Linked DNA regions of Pan troglodytes: regions 1, 2 and 3 are each linked to region 4. A link is a contact called in public HiChIP or PLAC-seq data. All regions are on one chromosome and are shown on one strand. The core of a region is the stretch at or near the end of the contact, and the rest is flanking DNA. Distances in the headings are between cores, read along the strand shown.

Evidence for each region. HiChIP or PLAC-seq counts read pairs in DNA pulled down with a chosen protein or histone mark.
Region 1: an H3K4me3 HiChIP or PLAC-seq map of stem cell-derived excitatory neurons shows a contact between it and region 4, with 4 times the contacts expected there. The contact joins the promoter of ALS2 here to the promoter of FZD7 in region 4.
Region 2: a contact with region 4 is called in an H3K4me3 HiChIP or PLAC-seq map of stem cell-derived excitatory neurons, with 2.8 times the contacts expected there. The contact joins the promoter of NOP58 here to the promoter of FZD7 in region 4. A contact is called at or near these places in 1 of 7 Hi-C or Micro-C datasets (induced pluripotent stem cells) and 1 of 1 datasets of contacts at active chromatin or transcription factors (stem cell-derived excitatory neurons).
Region 3: a contact with region 4 is called in an H3K4me3 HiChIP or PLAC-seq map of stem cell-derived excitatory neurons, with 6 times the contacts expected there. The contact joins the promoter of CDK15 here to the promoter of FZD7 in region 4. A contact is called at or near these places in 4 of 7 Hi-C or Micro-C datasets (blood, induced pluripotent stem cells and stem cell-derived neural progenitor cells), 1 of 1 datasets of contacts at active chromatin or transcription factors (stem cell-derived excitatory neurons) and 1 of 1 other capture datasets (stem cell-derived neural stem cells).

The regions. Positions count from the first base shown.
Region 1 is chr13:103,809,548-103,814,633 of NHGRI_mPanTro3-v2.0_pri, forward strand. ALS2 (alsin Rho guanine nucleotide exchange factor ALS2) reads right to left here and starts at 2,283. Exons shown (of 34, transcript NM_001079920.1): 1 at 2,221-2,283.
Region 2 is chr13:104,292,633-104,297,742 of NHGRI_mPanTro3-v2.0_pri, forward strand. It overlaps NOP58 (NOP58 ribonucleoprotein), which reads left to right and starts at 1,873. Exons shown (of 15, transcript XM_516036.8): 1 at 1,873-2,582. The coding sequence starts at 2,538.
Region 3 is chr13:103,834,888-103,840,012 of NHGRI_mPanTro3-v2.0_pri, forward strand. It overlaps CDK15 (cyclin dependent kinase 15), which reads left to right and starts at 2,549. Exons shown (of 14, transcript XM_009444001.5): 1 at 2,549-2,910; 2 at 3,617-3,766; 3 at 3,980-4,074. The coding sequence starts at 2,788.
Region 4 is chr13:104,061,968-104,066,794 of NHGRI_mPanTro3-v2.0_pri, forward strand. It overlaps FZD7 (frizzled class receptor 7), which reads left to right and starts at 3,060. Exons shown (of 1, transcript XM_009444007.4): 1 at 3,060-4,827. The coding sequence starts at 3,060. The coding sequence ends at 4,784.

The DNA.
Region 1 (5,086 bases), core at 1,033-3,532, 250 kb before region 4:
TTGTTTGGTCATCAATGACGGGTTAAGAGAAAAAAATCTGTTAAAACTCTACCAGGAAAATTCATATCCTGAATACACTTGAAATACGTGGTAGATTTAATTCCACAAAGTTATAAAAAGAGCTAAATGATTTAAAAGTCACAAATCCTCACAGCATGCCTCTGAGTGAGAAAGGTACCTCATAGTACCCAAAGCGGGCCTTCCTTTATACAAGCTTAAAAATCACCACTCTGCCTTTCTTCCTAGTTTTTCAACTCATACTTTACCTAGTCTCACATTAATAAATAATTGTAGTTTTTTACAAGTCAGTCACATTTTTGAGATTATCATTAGAATGGACCCAGCAGCTACTGCTTTAAACCTACAGTTTTCATGAAAAGGTAGGAGATTCCACCTAATTACAAAAACACTAACATCAAGACTCATTGAAGTTCTTAGCATACCCTTTGCTTCTTTAACAGTCAAAGTGCCCAAAGTAAGTGTTTCAAATGACAGCCCAAATTCTGAAAAACTGAAATTTGGAGAGAAGGGATTCCTGTTTATATTGTGTACATTTAAAAAGTAAATAGCCTGCATAATGCCACTCAAGTTTTGTTTTTTTCCCAAAATTATCGGTTTGGTATTTCATTTTTCTGGATCATTACAGTTTCAAATTTTAACACTATTAAACAACTTTGACGTTTTCTTGCTATAATTATGAATTTTAAATCTGCTAATACTGGTCATAGTTTAGAAACTAATAAATTCAAACCATGTATAGATTCTGTCAGTATCTTTTTCACATTAAAATGTCCTTATGGAACACCAAAATTACTACAGAACAACTTGAAATCATATTTTATAGCTACTTCCTTAAAATATTCAGTTCCCTTCCCCATCACTTAAGAAAAGAGTCAGTTTGGATCATGATGTAGTGGGTGGAATTAACTATAAAAACAGCTAATATGTATTGAATATTTACCATAAAACAGGCACTGTAATAAATACGATACATGAACCATTACATGTAAAGGTACTGTTATCAGGAAAACATTTTTATCCCCAATTTAGAGACAAGAGAACTGAGGCAGAGAGATTAAATAACTTGCCCAAAATCAAAGATGTAAATGGATGTGACTCTGGGTATGTTCAGATACAAAGCCTAGACTCTTAACCACTATGCTTATGTTATCAAGGTTAAAACACTGTAGTTTACTGCAAAAACAAATTTTTCACTGCTTTAAATTATTCATTAATTCAAAGGTCAACCGGTCACTCCAAATCATATGATAAATGGGGGGGGGGGGGAAATGTGGGACCAATAGGTTTGCTGAAGTTTTGTACCTGCTCAGAATAAACATATCACACAATTTTATTCCATATAGCCAAATATAAGGGTAACTGAGTAAAGATCTTCACTTGGGTACAGCAGTCAGTTCCTTCTCCATCCTAAACCAGAAAGAAAGCACTGTTCTTGGATATGCCACTTCAACAAGAGTGTTTTTTCTCTTCCACCATCAAAGCCTTAAGCAATAGTACGATTCTACCAGTCTACTGTTGCCTGTCTCCAAAGTAGCCCTATTATCCGAGGACGAACACCAGCGTCAAGGACCTGTGTTATTTTTCTGGCTTCGCTTCTCAAAATAACTTATCTTCTCCTCTTGATGAATTACTTGATAGGCTCAAAGACTTGCCTAAACTACTAATTCTTATTATCAAAGCCATTTTCTTTCTCCGCAACCGCCTTTTCAAGTAGCCCTTGGTCCACTCTTCAACGCGATTTGCACCCTGTGGCAAGGCCGCCAGGGACACTCAGCAGGGTTCCCGGCCACGGACCCCAGTTTATCAGCTCAGCGCCTAGTGTGGGCATTCAAGAAATTCTCGTGAATGAATAGCTGGAAGGCAGCGTGGGTGGAGGCGGGAAGAGGGGACTTGAAGGAATTTCACGCAGCTGAGACCACTGCAGCGGCGCCCAGTCTGGCGAGGGAGAGACCGGGGCAAGTGGGAGAACCTGGGGCCAAGGCAGGGGCCGCCTCGGGCGCTGCTGGACCGGCAGGAGCAGTCGATCGCACCCAGAGCTGGGAAAATGCGGGCGCCGTCTCCGCAGGCCCCCGCAGGGCGCTCTCCGGCCTCGACCACAGCCTCCGCCTAGCTCCCTGTCCCCGGCCTTCCGCATACAAGGGGTCCCAGCCGATAAGCCCTCCTTAGCCAATAGCCAACCCGGGACCCACGCTCGCTCACCTGAAGCTCCACCGGCAGCACCGCGCTCCGCATCCGGCGCGAGCTTGGCAACCCAGTGGGTCCGCGGGATCAGCTGATTCATGGAGGGCGGGGCCTCCGGACAGGGCGGGGCTGCAGGGCGACTAGCGAGGGTAAACGAGGGCGCGGGCGGCTCTTGGAATCCGAGCTCCTGGGAATTGTTCTTGGGAGACTGTCGACGGCGTCTGTTGGGGGTCAAAATTACTGAGAATGCGTTAGGCACTGCAGGCTACGTACTTGGGAGCACAGCCTCTCCCTTAGTTTAGGGCGGAGCTATCATTCCTGAGATGCGCTTTGATGATGACGTAGAATAGAGTCGTCCAAGCCTAGCTACCCGAGCGCTTCCATGGTAACAGGCAGTGGTGAAAGTGGTTGGGAGCAGCAGTCGTTTGTTACCACCTCAAACTGCAAGGGCCGGAAGTATAAAAGTAAAAAGGCTGAAATATTTTCAAATTGCCTTTATGGACAGTACCCTAACAGTGGTCGCTTCTCCCCCAAACTCCCGCGAATGACGTCATCGCCTCGCGGCCCCGTTTCGCCATTGTATTCTCAATGTGTAAACTTACTGGTTAGTTGCAACCCCAAAAGATGGGGTGGGATAGGAGAAAATGAAGTGGCCTCTCCAGTGATTCCCGTAGTACTCCCCAATATACAATCAGTAAAATCAGCTTTCTTGTCCCGCGCAGTTTCATAACACTGTTTTTCGCAGCCACAGTCCCACCCCACCCAGCCTGCACTCTCAAGTCCTCCCATGATTTTATGATTTTCCAGGGCTGCCACTCATGTCGCACAGTGGGTGGAAACCTTCTGCTGCTAGGCATTGTGCCATCGCTGGACCTGCAAACATGCAAATATTTAGACCATCAACGACAGATGTGTAGTCGGGTTCTGAAACTCCTATATCCTATTCACCAACACCCTCAACTCAATTTCCTCCCTGATCCTTCGCCCACCTGCAAAACTGTTAGTCTGCAACAGTTCAACCAACCTTGCACACTCCTGCATCGGTGCAGAAAATCACACAACCCTGAAAATTGGCACCACTGCGAACGAAAAGTGTCCAACTTCAGTCGGGACTTCCATGTGCGACTACGCAATATTGCTGAGCCTAAGACAGTCACGTTTACACATTGCTACTCAGATTATCTCCTATTCCCCTCCCCTGCTGTTCCCAGCCCTCACGCTCTTCTAACCTCTTACTGAACTCTACTCACTCACCCGCTTTGGTAAAAATAAAAATAAAAAATTTTGTCTCTTACATCTCTGAGGAAAGTGAGACCACTAGAGGTGAATTTCCTTAAATCCCAAATCCCATCAGCCACTACCACAAAACCTACCTGCAACCAGTTTTGATTTGTTTTGTTTTGTTTACAGGGAGTCTCGATCTGTCGCCCAGGCTGGAGTGCAGTGGCGCGATCTCGGCTCACTGCAACCTCCGCCTCCCAGGTTCAAGCGATTCTCCTGCCTCAGCCTCCCAAATAGCTGGGATTACAGGTGCCCGCCACTACACCCGGCTAATTTTTGTGTTTGTAGTAGAGATGGGATTTCACCATGTTGGCCAGCCTGGTCTCGAACTCCTGACCTCAATTGATCCACGTGCCTCAGCCTCCCAAGGTGCTAGGATTACAGGCGCGAGCCACCGAGCCCGGCTCCTTTTCACCGAGTCCTTTTCTTCTCCCTCTTTCTTCTTAGAAGATCCTGAACTCAGGATCCCTAATCTCCCCAAAGGAAAGACTTTGTTCTGTTGATGAAAAAAGACAAACTTTATAAAATATTTGAAGAGGTTAAATATACTCTGATCGAAACATGAGTAACCATGGCCTGGGACACAGCCTCAAGAAGTCCTGAGAACATGTGCCCAGGGTGGTTGGGTTATAGCTTGGTTTTATACATTTTAGAGAGACAGAAGTTATAGGCAAAGACATAGATCAATACATGGGGGGCCGGTGGTGCTCACAGATTATAGGTGGATTCAGAGACTTTATGATGGGTTGAAAAAGCTAAGCTTTTCCTAAAGAGTTGAAGTTAGCAGAAAGAAATGTTTGAGTTAAAATGAAGGGGGTTATAGAAGCCAAGGTTCTTGTTACGTAGATGAAGCTTCCAGGTAGCATATGTTATAGGACCTTAAAATGTGTCAAGACTCTTGGTTAAATCTCTCCTGGATCAAGAAAAGACCTGAAAAAGGAAAGTGATTCTGTATAAAATGCAAATTCCCCCAACAAGAGACAGCTTTGCAGGGTCATTTCAAAATATGTCAAAGAAATATATTTTGGGGTAAAATATTTTTATTTTCTTCAGGGCCCACTATCTGTCTTGTAATGCTATACCATAGTCAAGTTAGAGTTGGATAATCTTATTGCTACAAGAGTCTATTTTGTCAGTCTTATGATCTCTATTTTCATTTCATGAAAATGGTTTAGACCACTTTAATGCTGGTCTAAACTCCAAAGGGAGAGGATATAATGAGGTATGTCCAACCTGCCTTCCCATCATGGCCTTAACTAGTTTTTAAGGTTTTCTTTAGGATCCCCTTGGCCAAGGAGGGTGGAGGGAGATCTATTCAGTTGGTTGGGGGGGCTAAGAATTTCATTTTTTTATTTACATTTCCATTACTTATCCCTTCTCCTTCATGTATTTTCAACCTCTGCCTGTCTTCTTATTCCTATATACTTACAGTGTATAAACCTGCTATCTATCTCATCTTTAATTTTTTTACTTTCTGCCTTCTTTCCTTTCCAACCTCATTTCCTACCTCTACTTTCTGACTTCCCAGTCTTCCTCACCATTTCCTTAAGTCTACTGAAATCAATAGTCATCTTCTCATTTTGTAATCTAATGGTACCCTCAT
Region 2 (5,110 bases), core at 623-3,122, 230 kb after region 4:
GGAAACCCCGTCTCTACTAAAAATACAAAAACTAGTTGGGCATGGTGGCGCATGTCTATAATCCCAGCTACTGGGGAGGCTGAGGCAGGAGAATCACTTGAGCCCAAGAGGCAGAGGCTTCAGTGAGCTGAGATCGTGACTGAGATCGCGACACTGCGCTCCAGCCCTGGCGACAGACTGAGACTCCGTTTCACAAAAAAAAAAAAAAAAAATTCACCGTAGATTCCTCTGTCCTGTGACTTTATGTTATTCAACCCAGGATTTTCTTTCCTCTTAATCTCAGGTTGCAGAGTTGCTACCTATTTAATGTTCCACAATCTTGAGCAGGTTGCAATTTTTTTTTTTTTAGATGGAGTCTCGCTGTGTCGCCTAGGCTGGAGTGCAGTAGTGCCACCTCGGCTCACCGCACCCTCCGCCTCCTGGGTTCAAGCAATTCTCCCAGCAGGTTGCAATTTAATGATTAGGAACAATCTGCATATAGGGCCTGGGAAGTGAGTAAGGAAATTTTACCCCTGTTGGAAGACAGACTTGTGAAACAACTGGGGTATTTAATCCCAGTCCCTGAGACTGAAAGGCTTCCAGAAAAGTAAGTAACACTAAATCAAGAAGACAGTCTAAATTCAGCCCCGCACAGTGGCTCATGCCTGTAATCCCAGCACTTCGGGAAGCCGAGGTGGGTGGATCACCTGAGGTCGGGAGTTCGAGACAAGCCTGACCAGCATGGAGGAACCCCATCTCTACTAAAAATACAAAATTAGCCAGGCATGGTGGTACATGCCTATAATCCCAGCTACTCGGGAGGCTGAGGCAGGAGAATTGCTTGAACCCGGGAGGCAGAGGTTGCAGTAAGCAGAGATCATACCACTGCACTCCAGCCTCGGCAACAAGAGTGAAACTCCGTCTCAAAAAAAACAAAGAAGAAAAAGAAAAAAAAAAGACATTCTAAATTCATACCCTGGGGTCATTTTAACAAATGCAGCAAAAATAGGAGAGGCTTATTGAAAGAAAACTGTGCTAATAATTCATTTGGCCAGACAGAAAAGAACGGCCAGGAATGCTCACAAATATAGTGACAGTAATGGTGTTATTCTGAGGCCTTCGCCTCAAGGCAGGGCTTGAAAGGGGATAAAGTCTAACGGCACTAGCTGGCATTTCAAATTCTAGATGCCTGAGGCAGACTGGCACCGAAACAGCTCCTCGTTTCTCTCAAAGTGAACATATAATTCATAGAGGGTTAACAAAATAATATCGTGAAGTTTTTCCCCTTTAAATCTCTAGCGGTGGCGGGGCGCGGTGGCTCACGCCTGTAATCCCAGCACTTTGGGAGGCCGAGGTGGGAGGATCCCTTGAGGTCAGGAGTCCGAGACTAGCCTGGGCAACATCGTGAAACCCTGTCTCTACAAAAAATTAGCTGGGTGTGGTGGCACAGGCCTGTAGTCCCAGCTGCTCCGGAGGGTGAAGTGGGAGGATCGCTTGAGCCTGGGAGTTGGAGGTTGCAGTGAGCCGTGATAGTGCCACTGCACTCCAGCTTGGGCAACAGCCAGACTGTCTCAAAAAAAAAAAAAAAAAAAAAAAGGCCGGGCCTAGTGGGTCACGCCTGTAATCCCAGCACTTTGGGAGGCCGAGGCGGGCGTATCACGAGGTCAAGAGATCGAGACTATCCTGGCCAACATGCTGAAACCCCATCTCTACTAAAAATACAAAAATTAGCTGGGCGTGGTGGTGTGTGCCTCTAGTCCCAGCTACTGGGGAGGCTGAGGCAGGAGAATTTTTTTTTTTTTTTTTTTTTTTGAGACGGAGTCTCGCTCTGTCGCCAGGCTGGAGTGCAGTGGCAGGATCTTGGTTCACTGCAAGCTCCGCCCCCTGGGTTCAGGCCATTCTCCTGCCTCAGCCTCCCGAGTAGCTGGGACTACAGGCGCCTGCAACCACACCCGGCTAATTTTTTGTATTTTTAGTAGAGACGGAGTTTCACCGTGTTAGCCAGGATGGTCTCGATCGATCTCCTGACCTTGTGATCCGCCCGCCTCGGCCTCCCAAAGTGCTGGGATTACAGGCGTGAGCCACTGCGCCCGGCTAAGAGAATTTCTTGAACCCGGGAGGCGGAGGTTGCAGCAAGCCGAGATCACACCACTGCACTCCAGCCTGGGTTACAGAGCGAGACTCCGCCTCAAAAAAAGAAAAAAAGGCGCAAAGGCTCCGTTCAGGCCCTAGATCCCGCGATACAAACTTTCTCGGCCCGCCCCAGCCCGCTGTGGCGGGAACATTCTGGAAGTGACGGCAATCTCTGCGGCAGTCTTCTGTCGGAAGTGACGTCGCTATCCCAGAATCCTCAGAGAAGGAGTAGCGCGTTCGTGCGTCCTAGTTCCAGTACAGCGTGGAGGGCTTAGGCAGCGTGTTCTGATTCTCTGCGGGACGGCGAGCGCATTTGTGCTTTGCCCGCCGCGGCCTAGGAGGCCTTTTGAGGCCGCGTAGTCGGTGTTTTTGAACTGACTCCACAGCTTCTGGCGGGCCGTGCGGCGCCCTGACCCGGCCTCACCATGTTGGTGCTGTTTGAAACGTCTGTGGGTTACGCCATCTTTAAGGTAGGTGGGAGAGCGAGCCGTTAAAGGGGGAAGGCGGATGCTGGACAGACGAGGAGAGGGAAAGACTTAAGCACGGAACTACTCAGAGTAGCGTGGGTGCCTGTTATAGCCCGGGCTCTGGGAGGAGGGAGAAGGCCTTTACACCTGAGAGCCATGTTACGTATAACACGTGGCCCCGCCGTTTGGGGAGACCCGTTCTGCATTAGAGGATTTTATTTCCTCCCGTTGAAGAGGTGGGCAGGAGGCGTGTTAGAATTTAACAGATTATAGGGAATTCGGACTTTATTCTAGATGTTTTGAGGAATGATCGAAAGATTTTTTTTTTTTTTTGAGATGGAGTTTCGCTCTTGTTGCCCATGCTGGAATGCAGTGGCGCAATCTTGGCTCACTGCAACCTGCGTCTCCCGGGTTCAAGCGATTCTCCTGCCTTGGCCTCCCGAGTAGCTGGGATTACAGGCCTCCATCCACCACCACGCCTGGCTAGTTGTTTTTGTTTGTTTGTTTGCTTTTTAGTAGAGACGGGGTTTCACCATGTTGGCCAGGCTGGTCTTGAACTCCTGACCTCAAGCGATCCACCTGCCTCGGCCTCCCAAAGTGCTGGGATTACAGGCGTGAGCCACCGTGCTCGGCCAATCGAAAGGATTTAAGCAGAGGAATGACCTGCTAATTTGTCTTAATACGGTTACTCTGCTGTGTGGAGATTAGACTCGAGGAGATAAGAACGGCAGCAAGAATACTTTTGCATTCATTTGGACAAGATGAAATTGCCTGGTATGGAGAGAAACAAATATCGATAGAAATTGTGAAGGTAGAACAGAAAGGACTGGCTAATAGATTGAATGTGGGGTTTTGGTTTAAATAAGATGTTAAGAAAGTTTCTTGTGGGGGAAGGACTAAAGATTTCCGGTTTGGGCTTTTCGAAGCTTGCGTTGTCTATTAGACCTGATAATGCAGTTGTGTAGATCGGGCAGTTCAGTATTTCAGATTTGAAGCTTAGGGGAAAACATCTGGGCTGGTAATGTCAGTTTGAGATTTGGTTGTTTTCGTGGGGAAAGTTTGACAAGTTCGTCAGCACTGAAATGGTTGAATGGTAAGACATTCGTATCGCAAGATGCTGTTGAGATGTTAGGAAGAATGAGTGAGATTGAGTGCCTTTTCTTGTGCGGTGCAACTCTTCTGAGGTCTGTGAATATAGCAATGAAAAATAAAGTTTTTATGTATATTCTACATATGTATATGTTGGTAGAAAGCAAAAACGCTAGGTAAAAATAAATGTAATACAATTTTAGCTATGAACCAAAAAACCATTTGTGGTGTGGATGCAAGAAAGTCTGGATGGGTGCAGAGTTCTCCATGTTTCACTTCTGATATTTGAAAATACGCAGTTTGCATTTGATACGTCAAATGTTATTTTTAAGAAAACCAATAAAATCATTAAAACCGAAAAGGCAGTTTTGCTTGTTTTTACCTTAGTTGGAGTTATCTGCAATTGCCGTATTAGTGTTTTAAGGAACTTGTAAGTAAGCTCCTTAGTCCCCTTTAGAGCTACGAAACATGTCAATTTTACTTTTCTCCAGCTTTTTGGAATCTTATCTAAATTACCATGTAGAGTTCTGCATAGCTTCAAATTCTCTTAGCCAATGTGGTCTGTAAGTGTCTATCGATGAATTTCACCGTTAATTGCCGTAGTATACTGTCTTGTACCGGATGTGAAGAGGAGCAACTCTGCACAGTGCACTGGTTGTCTCCCATGGTAGGAAGGAATTGGCTTATCAATGGTCGGATTTCTAGACCTGGGTCCTAAAATACTCAACCGTGTCTCGATGAATTACTCATTTCTATTAATGAAAAGTGTCCTCCTCCATGAAAATGTCTTTGAGTATTCCGTTGGAGTTTGCAGTGCTATTTATCTGCAAGTTACTGTTCAAAATGATTAAATTGTGGTTTATGTAACCTAGTACTAAAGAAATAACTAGTTAAGCTCGAATATGTTGATATTGATTAGTTTGTAATTATTGGAATTAACATTGATCATTTCTGAGTATAAAAGACAAACGTTCTGGAACTAGTGATGGCTGCACATTTTTGTGAAAATGCACTACTAAAAAGTGAATTGTACACTTTAAAAGGGCAAATATTAAGATACATGTAAAATTAATATGATATATGGTGAATTTTATCTCCTAAAAAAGTAGACATACGGTTCAAAGTTATTAGTTTCCTTTCCCATAATCTTTCAAAATGCTAGGGTATAAAATTATGTTGGTTGCCAGGCATGGTGGCTCATGCCTGTAATCCCAGCACTTTGGGAGGCCGAGGCCGGCGGATCACAAGGTCAGGAGTTTGAGACCAGCCTAACCAACATGGTGAAACCCCGTCTCTACTAAAAAAATAGAAAAATTAGCTGGGCGTGGTGGTGTGCGCCTGTAATCTCAGCTACTTGGGAGGCTGAGGCGGGAGCATTGCTTGAACCCGGGAGGCGGAGGTTGTGGTGAGCTGAGATCGTGCCATTGCACTTCAGCCTGGGC
Region 3 (5,125 bases), core at 1,299-3,798, 230 kb before region 4:
ATGGTGGAAGCGTGCTCCATGGAACTTCCTGCAGTTCTGGATTGTATCACTTGGCCCTCGCAAGCAGTTGCTAGAGAAGCCTGAGCCTCTCTGGCTCTTGGTCTATTTAGGCTGGTGGGCAAGCACAAGGGTTTCTCCTGGTCAGTCAGCTTCATGTGTTGGGGCTCCTTGTCCTATGACGGGGGGAGGTGGCAGCAACAATGAGTGTGCTTCAAGACCCCAGAAATGGCCTCTGTTGCTATGATGGCGACCAGGCTGCTAAAGGAGGTACAGCCAAGCCAATCTGGAGTGGTTCAGAAGCTGAGCCTAATGCACAATGCTAAATGAAATCATCTAAGTCTTTTGTCTTTCAGAAATCTTTCAGAACAAAAGCTATTTCTAACACAGCAAGAAAACATCTTAAGAAGTCATCAGATATTTTTCCTTGGCTTTAAACAAGACTATAAAGCCAGTGTGGTTGCACACACCTGTAGTTTCAGCTATTTGGGAGGCAGAGGTGGGAGGATTGCTTGAGCCCAGGAGTTCTAGACAGGTACGCGGTGCATGCCTGTGAATAGCTTCTGCACTCCAGCCTGAGCAAGAAAGCAAGACCCTGTCTCTGGAAGAAAAAAAAAAAAAGTAGTTAATTCTAGTATCTAAACATAGCAATTTACACCTTTAATAATCAGGCTATAGGCCAATGCTGTGGCTCACGCGTGTATTTCCAGCACTTTGGGAGGCAGGAAGATCGCTTGAGCTCAGGATTTGGAGACAAGCCTACGTAGCATAGTGAAACCTCTGTCTGTACAAATAATAAAAAAATTTTCCAGGCATGGTGGCGTGCACCCCCAGTTCCAGCTATTTGGGAGGCTGAGGTAGGACGAATGCTTGAAGCCAGGAGTTGAAGACAAGCCTGGGCAACATAGTGAGACCCTGTGTCTATAAAAAATAATTAGCTGGTTGTCTTGGCACAGGCCTGCAGCTAGCTACTCGGAAGACTGAGGTGGGAGGATCACTGAGCCCAGGAGGCTGAGGCTGCCGTGAACAGTGATCACCTAGCTGGATTCCAGCCTGGAAGACAGAGGGAGACCCTGTTTCCAAAAAAAAAAAAAAAAAAAAAATGCAAGAAAAGACATCATAAACTTGACCTGGGACATAACTTTTATGTGATGAAATTCACAATCTTTTAGGAAGAAATTAGCATTTCTGATAAAATGTATTATAATTATATTATTATAAATTCAAATGGAATTAAATATTCTGAGAAACTAGCTTTTCACTCTCTCAGTTGTCAGTCAAAACTTTAATGGTCTTTGGCCGGGTGCGGTGGCTCACGCCTGTAATCCCAGCACTTTGGGAGGCCAAGGTGGGTGGATCACAAGGTTAGGAGATCGAGACCATCCTGGCTAACACGGTGAAACCTCGTCTCTACTAAAAATACAAAAAATTAGCCGGGTGCGGTGCCAGACGCCTGTAGTCCCAGCTGCTCAGGAGGCTGAGGCAGGAGAATGGTGTGAACCCGGGAGGCGGAGCTTGCAGTGAGCCGAGATTGCGCCACTGCACTCCAGCCTGGGCGACAGTGCGAGACTCTGTCTCAAAAAAAAAAAAAAAAAAAGTTGAATGGTCTTTGAGCCAAGTAGTCTTCCTTTTCTTCTTCTTCTTTTTTTTTTTTTTTCAAAAAATATCTCTAGATTGAATCTTGGAATTGGCTTAAGTCTCTTCTCTTGTGGCAATTTTGAAATGAAAAAATACATGCTCATAATGAAATTACCTGAACATTTAAAAAAACCATCATGAGGTTCGAATATCAAATATTCATAAATATTGTTGTGATAATAGACATAACTCTTATTTTTTCCCTTAATAATGATTGTTTATATATCCTCCATTCTGTCTCACTTTATGATTAGTACATTATAGTGGCAATAATCTTAGGAATCTAACAGAGAAAAGTGTTGCATTTGAAGACTACAGACTGCAAACCAATTTAAGCCAGATTCCTTGACATGTTGTGCTATTAATATAGTACTTTACATATAGTAAACATTAATTACATATATGTGGAAGGAAGCAAGCAAGAAAGGAAGAAAGTATTTCATTCAAACTCCTCTCTCTCCATCACCATTGGCTAATATCATCATTTGTACAGTTAAGAACAACATAGGTGCTCACCACATAGTTTTTGAATAAATGAATGAATGGCAACCCTTCTAAGACTATTGGACACACTATTGTTTGAAGGCAAAGAGATGCAGTAGATATCTTCAACTTTTTTCCTGTTTTATGATTCTGTGGTTTCTTTGACTACTAAAAGTTAGCTAGGTAGCAAATTTGTTTTAAAGTCTGAAAACCAAAATGCTTTCAGATAAAAGGTAGGGAGAAAAATACTCCTCAACATGTCCACTTTAGCATCAGGAAAACCTAATATCAATATCACCATCAATGATATCATATAAATATCATTGCATAGATAAGCAATGTCAATCCCTAAAAACTATGTATACCAATAGCAGTAACTTGTGGCCAGAACAAGAACCTTAACTGTGCCAAATTTCATTCTATTCAATAGCAGCTGCCTCGTTTTCAGTTGTGCACATCTGAATGCAAGCAATCCCTGTCTGATGTGGAGTTTCTTGCACTGATAAGGAAAAACTGCTGAAGTTGTGAGGCTGCTCCAGGCAGAGCCATCATGTGAGTCATATGAAAGCTCCACGCTGCTGACCTCTGGCAAAAAGGGAGAGAACAAGGATAGGAGAGGCAGTGGGGGAAAGGTTCAAGTGCGGGTTTTCTCCTTGAACCTAGAAGATTATGGGTCAAGAGCTGTGTGCAAAGACTGTACAGCCTGGATGCAGCTGCTATCGTTGTTCAGAGGGAGGCGAGGCACACAGCTGTCGGAGGAGTCAGCCTGAGACCACGGAGGCTGCGTTCAAGGTATTTGTATCCCAGGAGAGAGCATCTTTCTCTATTGATAAACCAAGGAGTTCAGACACTCCCTTTTTGTAGCGGGGTCTGATTCTTCTGCGGTAGGTCTAAACCAATAAAATGAAAATTCTATTAAAGTCACAGAAAATTTATGGCTGTAGTTATCAAATTTGGGGAATTTCTTGTAAACCAAAAGGGAAAAATAATCCTTGGCTTTGGGCTGCACGAAACTCACTTGGCTTGAAGTCGAGAAAGTAGTTCTCTCAAAATCTCTAAGGTCCTAAATTACAGAGCTGAAACTTAAAAGGCAAGCTGCAGTATTAGTTGGTATGCTATGGATTTGAAACTTTAGTAATTAGTTCATGATTATTAGCAATGCCATAGATTATTCCCCTACAGCAATAAATTAAGTGGACATGAAAAAAAAAAGCCAGACTTAATCAGAAAAAAGTTGCAAAACATCCATCAAAGAGATTTAGGTTAACCTGAATGTTAAAGACACATTTTTAGGTGAAGAAAGAATGTAGTATTTCAGGAGTTGATACCATTATGGTCTTTTTCAGGGATCTTTCAAGAAAAGTGCCTTTTGGGGGTACAGGAAGCTTAGAAAACATTTGAAGAGTGAAAATGAGGCAAATAAAGAAAAAATGGTTTTACCAGGCACTGAATCTTTACTTTGCATAAATTTTATTTCTGCTCTTTCTTTTTTCTCTAGCTAACAGACCTAAAAGAAGCATCATGTTCCATGACTTCATTTCACCCCAGGGGACTTCAAGCTGTCCGTGCCCAGAAGTTCAAGAGTAAAAGGCCACGGAGTAACAGTGATTCTTTTCAGGAAGAGGATCTGAGGCAGGGTTTTCAGTGGGTGAGTGAGCAGCTGATGTTGATCAAGAAGAATTTAATGTGAGCTTGTCTACGGAGGCTGGCCCTTGCTTCCAGGGCAATTACTGAGCGAGCCTTCCCAAGTCTGCTCTGGCAATGCTGTCTAATTTCCCTGGGGAAAAAAAGTCAACACTAAAAAAAGTGCTCTTTCTCTCTTCCCTTTCACCCGCTCCTTTTCCCCATTCCCCTAGAGCAGAGGAAGAGCCTCCCTTTTGGGGCAGCCTCATCTTACTTGAACTTGGAGAAGCTGGGTGAAGGCTCTTATGCTACAGTTTACAAGGGGATTAGCAGGTGAGTGACACATAGCTGGGAGAGACTTTAGAGATGAGAGTCCCGCCCCCCCAATTTCACATTATAAAGCCAGGTGAGACATCATAGAAGTTCATAGCACTCAGGACCTGTGCAAGACACCATGGCCGACAGGGAGAGAGACATGATGACTTAAACAGCCTTGAAAGAAAAACAAACCTGCCCTGCCCTAATTAAAATCAGCCCACTTAAATGTTTATCAGCCTTTCCCTTCTTGCATTCAATTCAGAGAATTCAAAGAAAATAGACATTCTCTACTACTGACCCAAAGAACAATTATCACTCTTCAGGCCTGTGGGAGGCACAGTTGGTAAAGCGTCTCTAACAGGTTTTTTATATCCCTCCCTAAATCACAATGACAGAGGTTTGTAATGGCAACCTGGAATTTGCTGCTTCATTCCTCCCCCTGGCCTTTATAGAAGAAACTGAAGTTGGTTTCTGCAAATTATGGTACATGCAAAAGATGATAAATCCTAGATTTTTTATATTTGCAAAATACACAAAATGTCTGGAGAATAAAAATACTGCTTATTCAAAAGCTAAGTACTAATTTTGGTAAACAACCAACTTTGTTAAATATATGTAAAAGATCCATGAATTCCCCTTTTAGTCAAGGTGGGAAAGTTGGATGGTCACTTTTTTCTTTATGTTACTCCAATAGAGAGAAAAGTAATGGCTCAATAGTGGTTAAATATTAATTTTAAAAATATAGCTGATCCGAGTGCAGTGGTGTTTACAACTACTTGGTCACAACCAGTTACAGATTTCTTTGTTCCTTCTCCACTCCCGCTGCTTCACTTAACTGGCCAAAAACAAAAAAAGAAAAATTTTGTATAACTACTCCAAGACTAAATATTTATTATTTATCTTAGTATTTATGCTGTTATTATTATTTTTACTTGTTAAAACAGGATTGTAGGGGACATACAGATTTATTTTATTTTATTATTTATCTATTTATTTATTTTGGAATGGAATCTCTGTCACCCAGGCTGGAGTGCAGTGGTGCGATCTCAGATCACTGCAACCTCTG
Region 4 (4,827 bases), core at 1,810-4,309:
AATATGGAGAGTAGAAGCTCATCAGCTAAACTGGTTTTAGTTGCAGTTGAGACAGTATTTTATCCTGTCAGTTTTCTTTTTTTTTTTGATGACAGTGCTTGGTATTTCTTCCTCAATAAGCAAAGATGACTTAGATCAGTGGCCTGATGAATAAGCATGAAATTTTGATTTAGAAAAGGAGGATATCCTGAAGCTCATGGAGAGAAAAAAGGAATCTAACCCCCCACCACACATACTTTAAATGACAAAGCAAAGCAGCAGCATTGTCTTTAAGCAACATATTTCAACCGAAGATCAACACTCCCCGATGTTAGGTAAGAGGAATAATAATTTAGAAAGAAAAGGGGGGCCCTTTTAAAAACACAAAGAAGGAATGAAACATTTTTAAAGCAGGTATCGTATTACCTTCAGCACATGTCCCAAAGAAAAGGAAAAAAAAGGGGTGGGGGGGTCCGGGAGGGAGGGCGAAACTGATGCTTGGGAGGAAGAAGGCGACTCCCGCTGAGGGCCGGATGGAGGATGTGATCAGTCTAACACTCTGCCTTGGCCCAAAGGCTTCCTTCCGCCCTTTCGACCTATTAACAGGAGTGGGGAAGGACAAAGAACCGTGAATCGGAAAGAACGATTCCCAGCAATCTTCAGTGATCGAAAATAAATAAAGAAAAACAGAGAAAGCCAAAGTCTCCCATGGAAGGGAACCCAATTAATTGTCTTCGATTTCAGAATGAGTTTTTTTCCTGCTGTAGAAGAAGCGCACGGGAGGCAGCAGAGACAGCAACTTCTGCCAAGGTTCAACCTGATCAGAAATCGCTCAGAGCTCCAGCACCCGGGACTGAGGCAGAAGGGCTCCGCCAGGAATAATGTTTTTTAAAGCACAGGATTGCGCTGTGTGTGTGTGTGTGTGTGTGTGTGTGTGTGTGTGTGAGAGAGAGAGAGAGAGAGAGAGAGAGAGAGAGAGGGGAAGGAGGAGGAGGAGAGATTGATCGATTGATTTTTTTCTTTTCCTTCTCAACATGTCACTTTCCTGCATGGGAATTCCTGATATTCCTGGCAGCCCGGAGAGAGGGGAGAGGCTCCCTGGTGACTTATGACCCCCGCAGGAGTAACCAGAGAGCGCGCGCGAGCGCCCAGCGCCTGGCTCAAGACGAAGATTTAACCGAGAACAAAAGAACGTTTGCCAATCAGAAAACGCTACCCGAGAACGAGGATAACACCGCTTTGTGTTCTGAAAACTCTTTAATTAGCCTGGTTTCTAAGACGCATTAAAACATTTCTACGCAGATTCTAAATGGAGGATCAAATGGTTGCTTCTGCAACGAAGATGGGATCCCGAAAGGCCACACGCCGCAGAACCAAGGCACACGGGGCCACTGAGACGCCCGGCGCGTCGTACAGAGTGTTCCTGGGCGCTCGGTCTCAGGTTACTTCTAGAACCAGTCTCCCCAACGCCGTCTTCGTTTCCTTAAAACCTCGCTAGAGTCACCCCAGCTCCCCAGACTCCAGGCCGTGCGCGCGGGCGGGGTGGCCTGAGCCCGGGTTCCCCGCTCTCCCTGCTTCGGGCCCTTTCTCCGAGGGGTCCTTCCTCCCGCCGTCACTCGGCCCCCTCCGCCCGACTCGGGTTTCTCCTCGGAGGCGGCCCCTCCTCCTTTTTATAACTCGGGGGAGGGGAGAGGGGACTGTGGCCTCGCGTGGACTGTTTGGGTCCGGGGGGAAAGAAGCGATCCGCAAGGCGCACCCCCTTCTCGTCCCGTCCCAAACCCCACATTGAGGACCCGGCGACCCGAAAGCCCCGCCAGAGCCAGCCTTTGCAGTCCTAACGCGACTCCTGGTCACGTCTCTCCCCGAAGGGGCGCTGCGCGGTCCTCGCTCCCCTCAAACGCCGCTGGCGAAGGCGCCCCTGCTCAGGAATGCGCATCTGAGTGCACCAGGAAGAGGAACAAATCTTTGAAGCAAATTCCCTTTCTGCGCGTTTTCCCCCCTGAGCGAATTCAGGGTAAAAGTTTTTCCGAACTTTTCCCTCCCAGTCCCCCGCCCCTCCCCTCAGGAATCCGCCCAGAGCGCCGCGGACACCGCCTCCGCCGCTCCCGCGCCCGCCCCTTCCGACTTCCGCCCAATCCGAAGGCGGTCACCGAAAAAACAAAGGCCGCCATTGGGCCGCCGGAGCCTGGGGCCGCCCCCGGAGTGGTTTGTGAATGGGGGGAGGGGAGGGGAGGGGGCGGGCCGGCCCGGAACCCCGCGAGCCCGACGCTTCTTCTGGCGATCAGCGCGACTCCGAGGCGTTAGTCGGCGCTCACTCCCGGCGGGCGGCGGCGGCGGGCGCCAGGACTCGCTGCTGGGGCTGCGAGGGGCTGGAGGGGCCGGGGCCAGGCCGCGGGCACGAGCGCCTCGCGGTTTCGGACGCAGTGTGACTGGGTTTCCAAAAAGAACTCGCCGTGCTCCCGACTCCGGGGCCGAGATCGGACTCAGCAAGAGCCGGCCGTTTGGCTGAAACTTGGGGCCGAGCTTTTGGGGCTGAAGAAGGAGCGGGGTGTGGAGGAGGAGGCGAAGGAGGCGGCGGCGAGCGGAGCCTCGAGGCCAGGAGGCGGGGCAGCCCCGCAGAGGCGGCGGCCGGGGCGAGCGGGCGGCGGCGGCAGGGGTTCTCCTAGCGGGGACCGGACCAGGCGCGGGGGGCGTGCGCGCTGCCGTGCGCCGGGGGTCCAGAGACTTGGGCAAACTTTGAAGGGTGCCGGAGCCGCTTGTTGCTCCTCGCGGCGGAGGAAGCCGCACCGTTACGTCCCCGCGGGGAGAGCGAGGCGGCCCTCCTCGGCGCCCCCAACCCAGGCTGACGAGTTTTGGGCCCCCGGCGGCCCTGCGAGTGCAGGGCGGCGGCGTCTGCGGCGCCTCCGCGGCGCGGGCACCCAGGCGGCAGCGCCCTTTGCTCCACGCCGCCCACGGCCGGGCCCCGGCGCCGTGAGGACTCTCATGCGCCGGGCGCGGCGGCGCCTCCCCGCATCCAAGCCTCTCCCAACCGCCTCGTCGCACTCCTCAGGCTGAGAGCAGCGCTGCACTCGCGGCCGGCGATGCGGGACCCCGGCGCGGCCGCTCCGCTTTCGTCCCTGGGCCTCTGTGCCCTGGTGCTGGCGCTGCTGGGCGCACTGTCCGCGGGCGCCGGGGCGCAGCCGTACCACGGAGAGAAGGGCATCTCCGTGCCGGACCACGGCTTCTGCCAGCCCATCTCCATCCCGCTGTGCACGGACATCGCCTACAACCAGACCATCCTGCCCAACCTGCTGGGCCACACGAACCAAGAGGACGCGGGCCTCGAGGTGCACCAGTTCTACCCGCTGGTGAAGGTGCAGTGTTCTCCCGAACTCCGCTTTTTCTTATGCTCCATGTATGCGCCCGTGTGCACCGTGCTCGATCAGGCCATCCCGCCGTGTCGTTCTCTGTGCGAGCGCGCCCGCCAGGGCTGCGAGGCGCTCATGAACAAGTTCGGCTTCCAGTGGCCCGAGCGGCTGCGCTGCGAGAACTTCCCGGTGCACGGTGCGGGCGAGATCTGCGTGGGCCAGAACACGTCGGACGGCTCCGGGGGCCCAGGCGGCGGCCCCACTGCCTACCCTACCGCGCCCTACCTGCCGGACCTGCCCTTCACCGCGCTGCCCCCGGGGGCCTCAGATGGCAGGGGGCGTCCCGCCTTCCCCTTCTCATGCCCCCGTCAGCTCAAGGTGCCCCCCTACCTGGGCTACCGCTTCCTGGGTGAGCGCGATTGCGGCGCCCCGTGCGAACCGGGCCGTGCCAACGGCCTGATGTACTTTAAGGAGGAGGAGAGGCGCTTCGCCCGCCTCTGGGTGGGCGTGTGGTCGGTGCTGTGCTGCGCCTCGACGCTCTTTACCGTTCTCACCTACCTGGTGGACATGCGGCGCTTCAGCTACCCAGAGCGGCCCATCATCTTCCTGTCGGGCTGCTACTTCATGGTGGCCGTGGCGCACGTGGCCGGCTTCCTTCTGGAGGACCGCGCCGTGTGCGTGGAGCGCTTCTCGGACGATGGCTACCGCACGGTGGCGCAGGGCACCAAGAAGGAGGGCTGCACCATCCTCTTCATGGTGCTCTACTTCTTCGGCATGGCCAGCTCCATCTGGTGGGTCATTCTGTCTCTCACTTGGTTCCTGGCGGCCGGCATGAAGTGGGGCCACGAGGCCATCGAGGCCAACTCGCAGTACTTCCACCTGGCCGCGTGGGCCGTGCCCGCCGTCAAGACCATCACTATCCTGGCCATGGGCCAGGTAGACGGGGACCTGCTCAGCGGGGTGTGCTACGTTGGCCTCTCCAGTGTGGACGCGCTGCGGGGCTTCGTGCTGGCGCCTCTGTTCGTCTACCTCTTCATAGGCACGTCCTTCTTGCTGGCCGGCTTCGTGTCCCTCTTCCGTATCCGCACCATCATGAAACACGACGGCACCAAGACCGAGAAGCTAGAGAAGCTCATGGTGCGCATCGGCGTCTTCAGCGTGCTCTACACAGTGCCCGCCACCATCGTCCTGGCCTGCTACTTCTACGAGCAGGCCTTCCGCGAGCACTGGGAGCGCACCTGGCTCCTGCAGACGTGCAAGAGCTATGCCGTGCCCTGCCCGCCCGGCCACTTCCCGCCCATGAGCCCCGACTTCACCGTCTTCATGATCAAGTACCTGATGACCATGATCGTCGGCATCACCACTGGCTTCTGGATCTGGTCGGGCAAGACCCTGCAGTCGTGGCGCCGCTTCTACCACAGACTTAGCCACAGCAGCAAGGGGGAGACTGCGGTATGAGCCCCGGCCCCTCCCCACCTTTCCCACCCCTGCCCTCTTGCAA